Linked DNA regions of Gossypium hirsutum: region 1 is linked to region 2. A link is a contact called in public Hi-C data. All regions are on one chromosome and are shown on one strand. The core of a region is the stretch at or near the end of the contact, and the rest is flanking DNA. Distances in the headings are between cores, read along the strand shown.

Evidence for each region. Hi-C and Micro-C count contacts between places; a contact is called where the count stands out from the background.
Region 1: a contact with region 2 is called in a Hi-C map of leaf, with 2.3 times the contacts expected there. The contact joins the promoter of LOC107957156 here to the promoter of LOC107957100 in region 2. A contact is called at or near these places in 4 of 34 Hi-C or Micro-C datasets (all in leaf).

The regions. Positions count from the first base shown.
Region 1 is chrA05:86,706,890-86,713,778 of Gossypium_hirsutum_v2.1, forward strand. It overlaps LOC107957156, which reads left to right and starts at 1,493. Exons shown (of 8, transcript XM_016892601.2): 1 at 1,493-2,181; 2 at 2,304-2,799; 3 at 3,418-3,535; 4 at 4,252-4,373; 5 at 5,023-5,108; 6 at 5,679-5,788; 7 at 6,087-6,119; 8 at 6,315-6,748. The coding sequence starts at 2,073. The coding sequence ends at 6,362.
Region 2 is chrA05:86,066,841-86,073,953 of Gossypium_hirsutum_v2.1, forward strand. It overlaps LOC107957100 (protein MAEA homolog), which reads right to left and starts at 2,787. Exons shown (of 7, transcript XM_016892522.2): 1 at 2,291-2,787; 2 at 1,366-1,560; 3 at 533-655; 4 at 50-235. The coding sequence starts at 2,629.

The sequences.
Region 1 (6,889 bases), core at 243-2,742, 640 kb after region 2:
AATTATTTATTATATTATAAACAATTAAGTATGTATGTTTAATCATATTAAAAATTATAATATTTTATATCAACATTTAATATTTTTAAATATGTTTAAAAATTAAAATTAAAATATTAATATAATAATATTAGACTTGATTCAATTTAATTTTTATATAAAAATAAAATTACTCACAAAAGAACTCTTTAGAAAGTGACTTACCAGTTTCAAAAGGATAAATCAATTACAAGAAAAGAGACTTATTTCCTGTAAATTATTTTCCATTGAACAAGTTATTTTTCCATGAAACAATCATAGGGAAATGCATAAAACATTTTCCGTGAAACTAAGACACCCTAAGAGTAGATTTGGGTACCACAAATTAATTAGATGAAAGTGTAATTATTTGGGCATTAATTATATTCACTTGTAATTATGAGGAATTATAAATTCCCACATGGTATAACATTGTGATTCATTAGATTATGTTTGGTAATGTAAATTATAATCACATAGTTACAATTTTTTTTAAATGTTAATTATTATAAAAATGTTATCAATAATACTTGAGAATTTTTTTTAAACAAGAAGTAAAAATTAAAATCAAATAATCATATGTTAATTTAAAAAAGGAGTCAGACAATATGATCATTGATAAAAGTAACAAGAGAAGCAAACATTATATGCAATTTTATATAATTACTTGAACATTCCATATTTGTTGGGTTATTCTCTTTCTAGCATTTAACATATACTTTTTATCATGATTTCTTGATCCTTGACTAATTTCTTAATTACCTGAATCAAAATTTGAACCTGTATCATTGAGACTATTGAGATTTTTTTCATGTACTCTTCAAGTATTGATAATCCCAATTTCCCTTATGAATGGATTTATGAAGTATGTAATAAGCTGGTGTCATATTACCATGTGTTGAGACCGAGGAAGGCAAATAGGAGTGCCAATGAGGTTAAAAAATGCCAACCAAGGCACTAGAAGAGTTCTCGAGATATCAAGGGTTTGGGCCTCTAATAAGGGTGGCTAAGCTTCTAGAGGTAGGAGAAGTCTTTAGAAGATTGGAAAAGCATTCAGAATGGTGGTGCAACTTAAGGAACCCTCTAGAACTGAGAAAACTCGTAAGCAGCAATGGATAAAGGAGAATTGGGTTGCTAGGGAGTTAAAACCAAGTTAGTAGGGCTAGGTGAGCAAGCACGCCAAAACTGCCTTGGGTATGCTAGAAGGGCATGGAGCGCAAGAGAAGCACTAGAATCGATTGGAACCTTCCAGTACTTACCAGAAGTGCCTAGAATGGGCTAGGGTGCATGAGAATGGCTTAAAATGGCCTTAAATCGCCTTAGAAGGCAAAAAAAAATGCCTTAGGGAGATATATTAGGCTATAATTGATCCTAGCCATCCATGTGGGACATTTCTAATAGTAGGATCAAGTTGGGGTTGCCTATAAATAGGGTGGCATCAGAGTTGTCCAAGGGTTGAGTTACTTACCCAAGTCAAAAGACATGCTCGAAATATGAGAAAGTTTGGACAAGTAAACAAAGCTTGAAAAATGAGCTTGGGTAAAAATGTCAGCCCGTTTTCTATTCGGGTTGAGCTTTGAATAGAATTTTTGAAACCCAAACCTAACTCGGTTATATATGCATATATTTTCATATTTTATAAATACAAATTTTTAGTATAGAAAATTAACCTCAAACCCAAATATCTTAAACCCAATATCCAAACCCATTCTTACACAAAAACCAAGCCCAAGCCCAAAGCCATAACAAAGCCTAAAATCTAGTTTCTACTTTCTTACCTATCAATCTAACCTGCCATCAAAGAACATGCAATTTTAAATTCTATCCTTCATCCTCTCTTTATTTTAATCCTTCAAAAACATCCTATTTCTCTCCATTTAAAAAAAGAAAATAACTTAAGAGCCTAATTAAAAAAATAAATTAGGCATTTGCCTATTTATTTGTATAATTGTATCATTTATGTTGCTCCATTTTATTTTTATTTCTCACTTGTTTACCTTTAGTTTTTTTAACCCGAGCCCAATCTACTAATACCACTTCAATTTATCTGTCCAATGCTGCCAGAGCAAAAGATGGACAGCATGAGATTTCTCTACAGCAAGGGCGTCCTTTCTTGCTCCTCCGATGCTCCTCCCATCACTACTTTCCTTGAATCCCTTCCAGGTACTAAAACCCAAACCCATTTCCATCTCTTTCCATTCTTTTTCAGTCAACAAAAAAAAAGAAGAAAAATCTTACTGAAAATTTGCAAAACACTTAATTAAATTAAGTTTTCCCACTCTCAGGATCTTACACAACAACTAGAACGCATGAAAATGGAACAACCCTTTTGTTTTGGGAGAGACATTTAAAAAGATTGTCGAATTCTACAAGAATTCTACTAAATTCAAACCCAGAACTCATATTCAAGACGAACAAGAAAAGCCCATTGTTATTTTCTCCTTTTCCTGTCACTGCATTGAAATGGGAGTCAAGGATTCGGTCATTGGTTAGTAATTCATTGAGTCAAGTTTTACCCATTGCTCTCAAGGAGAGGTCTAAAGGGGAGGAGTTGGCGGTTACTGCTCTTGTTTCTGGGGATATCGAGAAGCTGAAGGCAATGAAGAATGTTGGTGGTGGTGGTGATGATGATGATAAAGGAGTTTTTCAGGTTCTTGATCTTCATTTGCATATAGGGAGTTATATTCCTCCTGTGTTTGGGATAGAAGAAAGTGGAGCACATTTGGCTTTGGTGGGTCACGGAAGGGATCTTGCCGATGCTAAGTATTCAGATTGGGTAAGGTTAGAATTGCTTGTAATTCTTGTATTAGTATCCTGTCTTTATTTATTTATTTATTTATTGTCATAATCATATTTAAAATTTTTAATATTTCTATAAATTTCTTGGGAACATTTCACAATTAAATCATTTTGATACATTCATATATCCATATCTTTTTCATGTTACTTTTACATCTGCAATATGTTTTAGTTACATTTTTCATGTGTTGTTGGTGTATGATATTGCCAAGTTGCATTTGGAAGAAAATAAGTTGAGATTTTCATGAAAATGTGAAAATTTAAGATGCAGGTGGAAGAAAAACGTAAATTGACTTATTGAGGTTGTTTCGTCTTTCTTTTTGGTGGATAATTTATGTTAGTCGGACTTGGATGTGAGAGTCAATTACAAATATATGTCCAACATGGGTATGCACAATTTTTCCCAAAATTTCTATGTATATCGGATAGAAATATCAATGCCAGGGTATGCATTGGACATGGATATCGGATAGAAATATGAAGAGTTGGACCAAGATAATTATATATATATGCGTATATATGTGAACTTTTTGGTTTTCTTTATATCTTTTCGATATTTTGTGATGAACTTTCGATTTGACAACTTTACACTCTGCATAGGTTAAGGAAGCCATTGGAGAAATTGAGGCCTCCTTCAGTGACTGAGCTCTTGTTGTCTAACGATGGTGATCGAATACTTGAAGGCTGCATGACAAACTTCTTTGTCATATGCCAAAGGGTAAGTGTTCAAGAATTCAGAACCTACACTTGGAAGGGTTTATTAGGGTACTTTGACACTATTTTTCTTAAAATACTTGTATTCAACACTTGTATCCAAGACTTTCTCAACAATAAGTATGGGGGATATGATATGACCCTTGTATTTGGAAAATTTAGAAGAAAAAGAAATTTACACATATCAGTGCTGGACACTCATACAACTGCCAGAAACATAGAATTATGTGAATGACTTGTTTGCTCTAAGCATTATATTGGGAGTATATGTTTCATGCATCGAATGATTTTCTGGTTTTAGATGCCAACTTTAGGAGAAAGATTAAGATAGTAGTTTGAACTATGTTATTCCAGTTTTTCATTTTTCTTGAAGTACTTTTGTTCGAGATTTGTGTCCAATGCATATTCAGATATGGGTATGTGGATATGATTATGTGGATATGATTTGGATTCATCAAATACATAGAAAAACATAGGAAAAAAAAACATATTTGATACACACTTGTATATGATACTCATACCCAGGTCTAAGAAACATAGGTCTAACAATCTAAGAGCCTGGCTGAATTGTAGAAAAATATGGATTTTCATGATATTTTACGACTATTTTATAGCGATTTTCATTCTGTGTTGTGTTGGTGTAGCTATGGGTGTTTATGTGCTTCCTTTGTTCTTCTCTTAATTTTATTATCTGTATTCTCCTATGGCATTTGCTTTTAGGATATGAGTGAAGCAGAGGGGAAATACCTGGATGGCTACAATAATGTGTATTCCGTTGAAGTACAGACGGCGCCTGTTTCCGATGGTGTTCTTCCCGGTGTTATTCGGGAACTGGTAATTGAGTAAGCTCTTCTCTCATATTCGAAATTCAATTTTCTTTTATTTGTTCTTTGTTATCTGAAAGGAATCATTCAACTAAAGTCTTTGCTTCATATAAAATTTAACTTATGTCAGTTGGATTTGGGTGTTTGTTAGATATAGGTGTGTCAGATGCGCTTATATTAATTTTTATTTTAGTTTTTTTCATGTATTTGAAGATCATATTCTCATATTTAATGTCCGAAAATGTGTCAAATGTACTATAAGAAAATGAAGAATCAAAGTTACATAGAATTTACTATGTTCATTCAGTATCATTTCTATTTTGTGTCAATGGCATGTTGACTTCGAAGCTGGTAAGCCCTCTACTAAATTACTCGTATCCAAACCTTGTAAAGATCTTAGATTCTTACATGATTGATTGCTGGTGCAGCGCTCTTGAGGTGGATCAGTGGTATAAGTGTAGGATACAAACATAAGTCTACTCAATTTTTTTCAAACATTTTCATGAATTTGAAAGATTCTTGGAAGGTCATATTTTCAGTCATGTCCAAATGTGTCAGACATGGATGGCAGATACGAGTAATTCAATCTACTAGAATTAAACAAATAATATGCATCTACTATGATCTTCTGTGCTAAATTGTGAACTGTCCAATCCGATCCGTGCAGAGTATGCCATAGCAAAGGCATCCCAGTTTGTGAAGTTGCACCATCATGGGAAAAACATCGACTTTGGGAAGAGGCATTTGTTACCAGTAAACTATTTTCTATTTTATAATTTTTTGGTTGGATTTGCCATCATTTTTCTGCATTGTACATGCAAATGCACGTAAGCAATAGGTAAAATTGTTTTAAAGTGACTGAGAAAACAGTGCTGTTCAAAAAATACTTGTGTTTTAAAATGACAGTGAAGAAACGAGCTATTTAGTACTTATCATGTTTTAGAAAATGTTGAATTTTTCTTCTTATGTTTCTTTAAGCATTTTTAAATGTTAAGGGTACTGCATTTAAAATTTACAAATTTGCTTCAAAATCAAATGTAAAAGGGCTAAATTGTTCACTTTTGAAGTAGAGGTACTAATGTTCTCTTCAGCCTATGGTACATGGACCTGCTAGGTAGTTTAATCTTTTTATTGAAGGTTTGGGAATTATACCTCCATAAATGTGTGTTGGATCCAGGTGTTGGACATGGATGCTTCATAGAAAATGAAAAGAAACAATTAGGATCTGATAATATGCTGAATTAAATCGCTAGGCTTTGATTTGTATTTAAGGCTGAAGATTTAAACAATAAAATCAATTGAAACAATACACTCTTTTTGCAGATAGCTTGAGAGTTCTACAGCACGTGGAGACTATTAAAGTTCCTCAGCCATGGGAATCTCTCAAATCAAAATGTTTCGAAGGAATATCATGGATTGAGAAAAAGTTTGAGGTGCGTATCTTTTTTATGACGGCATTAGGGACCTGGGATTTTAAACTGTGTTGTTTTCCTATGTTTTTCGAATTCAAGTTTTGGGTAGCAGATATGAATGTGTCCAAAATGGGTGTCTTCAAAAAAAATTTTGAAAGTTTTTTCCACGTAATTGGAGGGGTATTTGAAGGGTTATATCTCATACTCATGCAACCAAAATGCGTTGAACATAGGTGTTGGACACAAGTACTTAAAAGAAATGAAGATTCAGAGCAACATAGTTTTTTTTTCTCATAACTGTTCTTTTTTGTTGAAATAGCAGGGTCCCGGGATTATCACAAAAGTCATCCAGGTAAAATTCAATGAGTACAGGTTATTTTAAACTATACAACTCGTATAAAAGTTCATGTGTTTTAGTATTGCACATATTTGGAATAAAATAGAGAGAGAACATATTCGAGTATGGGTTGCCATTTTGCATGAGAAGCCACATTGTTTCTTGACTCATTTTGTTTGTGTTTGTTGATTGTTTATGTTCGAATGGAAGTGTAGAAAGAGATCATGGAGAGAGCCAGCACGGAAAGCCACCCATTAAATGAATCCATATAACGGACATTGAAATTTCATGTGTCATAAGATCATCTGTGAGCGAGCCGCAAAGCTTGCGTCATGCCATAAGCATAAATCCCCGGTTTAATTCGACTGAAACAAAGGTAACTTGGCTTGCATTCGCACAAGAATCATAGTCATTTTGGCTATACACTGAATCATATTCTTGTATATTTGCTCTTCATTGCCAATGTGGATGGAAGTTGGGTGTTGTTAAGAGGCTTTAAAACTTGTGATGATAGTAATGCAATGTGAAGGTTCCATGGTAATATTCTTATAAAGTGGAGTGTATGTGATTATTTGGAACCTGCTATTTATGAGATGAGCAATAATGGTTTAGAATGCATGCATCCATGCAGGGGTGCTTGAACATATTATGGCTTACCCACCTTGTTTTGATACCCTGTTTCTTTCTCTTTGATTTTCAGTCAGAATTATACATGCAATTTCCAACACAGTAAAAATGGTTTCTTTCATTCTTAAAAATCAATTAAATAATTGAGCTCCAAGTCG
Region 2 (7,113 bases), core at 1,537-4,036:
ATAAACTAACTTGAACCAGTAGTCTATTTTAAAGAGGGATTAAATTCACCTTGTATTTTGCACATTCAGTGTGGCTTCTAACGGCCAAAGTTGCCATGACTCGTTGCAATTCTTTCAAATGAGTTGCTCCCCATGGGGAAAGGTACCTTCGAGCGTACGAAATAGCGCGCATGTAGTTCTCAGCTCGTACCAATTCAATGAATTCCTGAAGTCTCAACTGGAACTCGAATTTGCTCTTTCATAAAAGAAGAACAAAAATGATTGAATCTGAGATATAATACTAGATACAATCTGAAATCTCAGGTCGAAATGTTTAAGGGTGCCCACATTTTTTATAGCAAGTATTAAAAAAAAATCTATATTTAATGAATGCAGTTAAGAGAGAAATTTAACATAGCATAATGCTGATAATCCAAAATCACAGCTCAAGTATATTTAACTCTTAGAGAATCGTGGAGGTTAAAACATCAAGTGGAACAAAGAGAGGAAAACGATCATGATAACGAAGAAGACATAATGAATGAATGCATACCTTGGATTTCTTCAACCTTGATTTGTTATCTGCACACCAGGCAAGGGCAGGACCCACCTCTTGATTTCTAAGGCCATCAATAACCTTCTTAGCTTCTTGGAAAACATCAATATCGACAAGTTCCTGGCACAAAAACATTCAATTAAGTATAAGCATATTTGTAGGCAAATGGTGATGGAAAAGATAATTTTATTTATTTTATATAAAGACATGTTTAATTCAAAGAAAACAGCAGAATCTTGGTTAAACCAAGCTAGTTCTCTAGAGAGGTTGCATGTGATGTGAAACTTATGAACAGCCGTAACTTCTAAATGTATGCCAAAACAAGCATAAAGCCTCTATTGGACCTCCACAGTTATACGAGGAATTAATTGGAAAATGTTGTGAAGATACAGGCAAAGATGACAAGAATGTTTTCAGTGATGAGCATTTAAGGAAAAAAAACTGTCCAGCCAAAGCTAGATAACTGCTGAATGACAAAACATTCTAATTCAAAAGGTTAAAACATGTATTAATATAAAGAAAATACAATGCCATCCTGATTCAATGTAATTCTGCTTGTTAGTCCTATCTTATTCTCTGATTATAAAAAAAGGCAGAGCATACTTTTAGTGGCTAACTCCATAGAAAACTTATGAAATTAGAATTGAGAATTCGTGCATACATTTCACCATGTTATTATCGCATTCAAGGTATTTAATTTATATAAATTTGATACCTTAATAATATATATATAGGTTTGGAGACATGGTATATGTTGTGTTACTGTTATTTCTTCATGTCAGGTCTAACATTGTCATGTCTATATGAAATGAAGCAAGCATGTAAAGTACCTGTATGTTGCTGCTTTCTGCCAGCTTCATTGCAGAGTCATAGTATGACATACGCGACATATAGTCCACAAGGATCCGCTTCAATTGCACATTATTCCATTCAGAAAGGTTCTCAGCATCAGCTGAATCTAAGTGATCAAGACGAGCACGACACCTATGAGCTTGCAAGTTCTCTGCATGACTCCCCTCTTCCAACTGGATGATAAAGAACATATAGACTTTAGTAGATCACTATGCATTAACGACTTAAGAAGGGCTACTCAGTACTTTGGATAATAAATTACTAAAACACAAAATACAATCCAGTTGCTCAGATAAGAAGAAAAATAAATCTACCGTGACTACTAAATACAGCGACCAACTAATCTGCAAAGGTTATACTTGTTAAATTGAATAAAAATTATTGAATTACGTAAAATGCCGATTGATAAACAGATATATGTATGCGCGCGTATGTAAAGCAAAAAAGTGAACAATATTGGCAGGGGTTTCTACAGACCATTACTTAATTTAGGTTAGACAGTTTTGCAATTAAACATAATTTATCCCTTAATCCAGTAAGATAAGATTCAAAACTCTTCAACTTATTCGATATTTCAACTTTCCATACAAATTGACGAGTTTTAGATTTATTCTTGCTTTAATTCTACAAATTCATATTATCAAATTTAAGTGAAATTGTCAAAATTTCAACTTTCATACAAGTCCAGCTCTTTTACATCGAATTAATTATTCTCTTCATTTTCATAAAAATTCATTAATTTTAGATCATATAAAAACATAGCCATTTTTCACTCAAAATATCCAAAACTACTTTCTGCCTTTTAGACCTCCAAAAGTTAAAAGGAACATAATTTTGCTAATTCCAATACAGATCACATTAAATTAACTTAAAAAGAAAGAAAGAAAAAATCTCTTCTTTTACCTTGCGCTTGATGCCTTGCAAACGGGAAACAAGGGAAGTGAGACTCAAAATGGCATCGTCTTTGGATATTTCGTCGGAGTCAGCCACGTCAGTGACGCTTGAAATAACGGCAGAGACTTCTTTCTCGACTGTTCGGTGATTGGTTCGGATTGTTTTCTTGAAATGTTCAAAAGGAACACGCAAGAATTGGTGCTCTAATTTTAACGATTCCGTCAGATGGCTCAATTTCGAGGACGGCGTCGTGTTCGATGCGACGGTAATTGCGGTTGTCGCTGCTGCGGTTTCGGGGCTTGTTGCGGCATTCGAACCGCTACCGTTTGGAAGTGGATCGATTTCCATTCGAAGGGGAAAGAAACCGGTTTGAGTTCAAGGAAGAGTGGAGACGAGAAGAAAGGAATGATTAGTAGCTTTCTTACGGTGATGTGGTGAAACGACAGCGTCTTTTACGATAGAGCAACTGGATCTGATTGTGGACCGAGCTTTGCCAAAAATTTTCTATGGGATAATTACAAATTAGCGGTTAACATTTACAATTTTTGTAAATTTAATTTTCATTTTTTTATTGAGTTAAATTTATCAAAATATTAACTAAACCATTAATTTTTTAAGTATACGATGTTGACACATTATTATTTCTCTTATATGTCATATTAACAAATAATATAAAAATATTTAAAAATAAAAAATTTAAAAATTTAAGAAAATTGTATGAAGTACACGCGGATTGCATTATAGGCTACCATGTTTAAAATTTTAATATTTTGGTCAGCATTTCTCTTAAAAAAACAACAATTTAGCTCTTTCGAAAAGACTGATAGCTTTTAAAAAAAATTGATAGTTAAATTCAACCATTTTTAAAAATATTGAAGGTTAAATTTAGCTTAAAAAAGAACAAGGGCCAAATAGATAAAATTTGTAAACATTAAGAGCTCATTTTGTCATTGTGCCTTTTTTCTACTAGTCTAATTACAAATTGAGGAAGTTATTAATCAACAAAGTTTGAACCTTAGTCATCGAGTGCCAACAAGAAGCCTTAATCCCTTCAACCAATGGTAAGTTTGGTCCCCTTCAACAAAATATTACGTTTCGTAATAAGGTTACAAAAATGCAAGGTTACGAGTGGAATGTAAAATTAATTTACTTCGATTCATTTAGCTAGAATATAAGATCCAAATGTTTGGTTGATAAAATGTAATATTGTTATTATTATATAATTTTGTCTTTTACAATTTCATTTCTTTAACATTTTTTAGTCTCAAAATTTTCATAGAAGTATAATAATTTAATAAATTCATTGTTATTGCACCTTAACTTTATCATATGAATTTAATTAAAAACTATTGAACTTTAAAATTATGACAAAATCGCGCTTCAGCGTACATGTATTCAACAGAGAAAATTATAAAGATATATAACATGTGCAGTGTATTGCTGGTATAACAAGTCTACTTGCAATATTTATATAAAAAAATACAATGAAACACCTTATAGAGTATCCCAATGATCGAATCCATAAGAGATCGATAAAAAAATTGAATTCACGTCAATAAGAATGCAAGCTAGAAAGTCTAAATAGTTAGTACTAAACAACCTATAGTACAACAAAAAATAAATAGAATGTTTGAGGCTAAACTAATATCTAAGGACCTAATTGTAAAGATATCCAAATTTGTAAAAGAGATAATCAAGACAAAATGGTAGCTGGTTAATTTCCATGTTCATAATTAACTCTTAGATTAGGAAATTTAGTAGAATAATTTTCTAATCGAATTAGTTAATATCTCTCAATCTATAATTTACCCAATTTACATTTTAGTTCGATTTATCTCTTGATCTAACTTAAACTAAATAGGGACAATTGAATTCTTACACAATAAGATTTCCTCTCAATCTCCCTTATCAATATTTTCACCTAGAGTCGTTAATTTTGAGTTTTGGTTTTTATTCAGTTTAGTCTAATTATTCAATTTAGTCCATAAACCTTAAGATAATTATTCAACATTTCAATTAACCAACTACCTAAGAAAATTAGTTCATGATTATCTTAATAAACCCAAACCCTATCATTTTCATGTTCATTTAAGCAATTAAATAAAACGAAAATTAAGAAGGTTTAGAAATTTCTTGAATTTGGATTTGATGAAGCTCTGATTTGATGATTTTGATGGAGTGAGAACATAAGATTCCTCGTTTTGATTGTTTGATTGCAAACTTTGAATAAGGAAATCACTAAAATCTATTAATATTTAAAGTGCAGAATCAATGGAACAAGAAGAGAAAATTGCAAAAGAAATTTAAGGAAAATTGCAGCAACCTAAAACTACAAATTAACCTAAAAACTAAAACTAAAGAGATCCCATAAAAGTTATTATTGTAGCAACCCATTTTTGGATCAAATTAGAATAGTGGTTTCAGGACCATAAATTTGAAGTAGAAATATTTGTTTTACTATTTCTTTAAGGTTTACAGCATGATAGAATAATTGTATGAAAATTTCGTTAAGAAATTTTATCGATTGAGTACTCAATTTGACTAGAAGGACTAAATTGCAATAGGTGCAAAATTTGAGTTCTATAGGCTAAAGGTAGTAAATTGTTATGAAATTCTAAATTAGAGGTCCTTAAATGGTAATTAGACCATTATACTTTAGGATCGACAAAAATGGACATGGAATAAGTAAAATTTCAAAGTTTAAGTGAGGGGTAAATGGGTAATTTGATAAATAAAGCTAAAATAACTAAATAAAGGATTTCATCTTCTTCAATTTCATCCTCATAGCCAAAAATTAGAATATGAGACCTAGCTAGGGTTTGGCCAAGCTTTCAAGCTCGATTGTAAGTCCGTTCTTGTCCCATTTTTAATGATTTTTATATTTTTGAGATCATTGTAACTTGATTCAGCTATTTCAAGGACAAATTGAAAGAAAGTTAAAGTCTAAAATCTTACCCATGTTGGATGTGCATGTATTTTGATGTTTGATTGTAGAAAATGCATGTTCATTGTTAGTTAAACTGTAATAGTCTGGTTTAGACCCTAGTTGGAACAGTGGTTTCGGAACCACAAATCCGAGGTCAAAAAATATTACTTTATGTGTTTACAGTATGTGATTTTATATGTGTGAAATTTTCTGGTGCTAATTTTAACGTTTGTGTGTTCGATTTGATAAAAATGACTTAATCGCGTAAATTGTAAAAATGGCATTCCATATGTTAAAAGTGCTTAAGTGTTATGGATTTTATAATCAAAGGTCCTTATGATGATATTAGACCATTTGAATGATGGATGGACATAAATGGGCTTGTATTAAGTGATTTTTATATGGTTTAATAAAGGGGTAAAATTGGTATTTGATTATTAATGTTATATTAAATAAAACAAAGTCATTATATGCTTTAATTATCATCACTATCACTAAAAATCATAAGAAAAGAAAAGATAAAAGTTCATTTAGGGTTCGACTATGGTTGAGCTTGATTGAGGAATGTCTTTTGCTTGGTTTTTGATGATTTCTATGTTTTTGTGATCGTTGCTTTGAGTACTAGCTAGCCCATGCCTCAATTTTTGAATTGGTTGATGAAATTGTGAGTTTCCATTGATGAATGCTTGAGTTTTGTGATAGATGATGATGAATTATGAAAGCTTGGTGCTTGATATACATGTTTTGTAAAGTGATTTTGAGTAAAAATGCATATTGGGGATTAAATTGAGAAAAGTGTAAACTAATGGGTTAAATTGTGAAATAAATGAAATTTTTGGGCTACTAGGGGTCCCTAGGAAATTCGGCTAGGCTTGGGTGTAAATAAATTTTGTGTAATTTGTATTTTTTGTGAAATAGGGACTAAATTGAATAAATGTGTAACTTTAGAGGGCTAATCTGCAAAATGCCCATTTATGTGTTTGCCAATTAAATTGAATGAATTGGTGATTAAATGGGTAAATTTTGAATACATATAGATCAAGAAAGAAAGAACTCGGATTTAGATCGAGGTAAATCGAAGGTTATCGAGTAATTGATCTAATTAGTCCATTCTGAGTACAAGGTAAGTTCGTACGTGATAAATTTGGTTATAATTATGTTTTTAATGCTTCAATAATGCATAAATTGTATATTTGTGACTACGACTGTGTACGATGACAAGTCTACTATGTTTGGCAATTAGTGTACGTTTCAAGATAGCTTCGGCTATATACAGCACTTAGTGTGCGAATTGAAATAGTTTCGGTTTTATATGGCACTAAGTGTGTAATGCTGAGATAACTTCGGTTCAATATGATGGCACTAAGTGTGCGATATCGTTATTACTACGGCTAAACATTAATGCACTAAGTGTGCGAGTTCTTGAAGCATTGAAAGATTCTCGAACGATTTAACGTATTGAACAAAGAAGTGAGGATGAAATAAATGAATACGAGAAAGTACAGGTATGTAAGATACCTATGTGGTAGTTGATACTATGTGTAAGAAGCTTAATGAAATGGTATATACATGATAAATGGTTATGGGTTAGAATTGAATGATGATATGATAACTACTAAGTGTCTATTAGTTGATGATTTAGATAATATGAACTGTTGAGTATTTTTGGTACGAACTTACTAAGCTATGAAGCTTACCGTGTGTTATTTGTCTATGTTTTATAGATCATCGAAGCTAGCTTGGATTCGAGAATCGTCAGGAAACGTCATCACACTATCAATCATCTTGTTGGTACTTTTGAAGCTTGTATATATATGGTATATGGCATGTATAGGCTAGTGTTATTTTGGTATGTTTTGAGTCTTGATATTAGCCATGAGATTTGGCTTGTAAATGTAGTATGTAT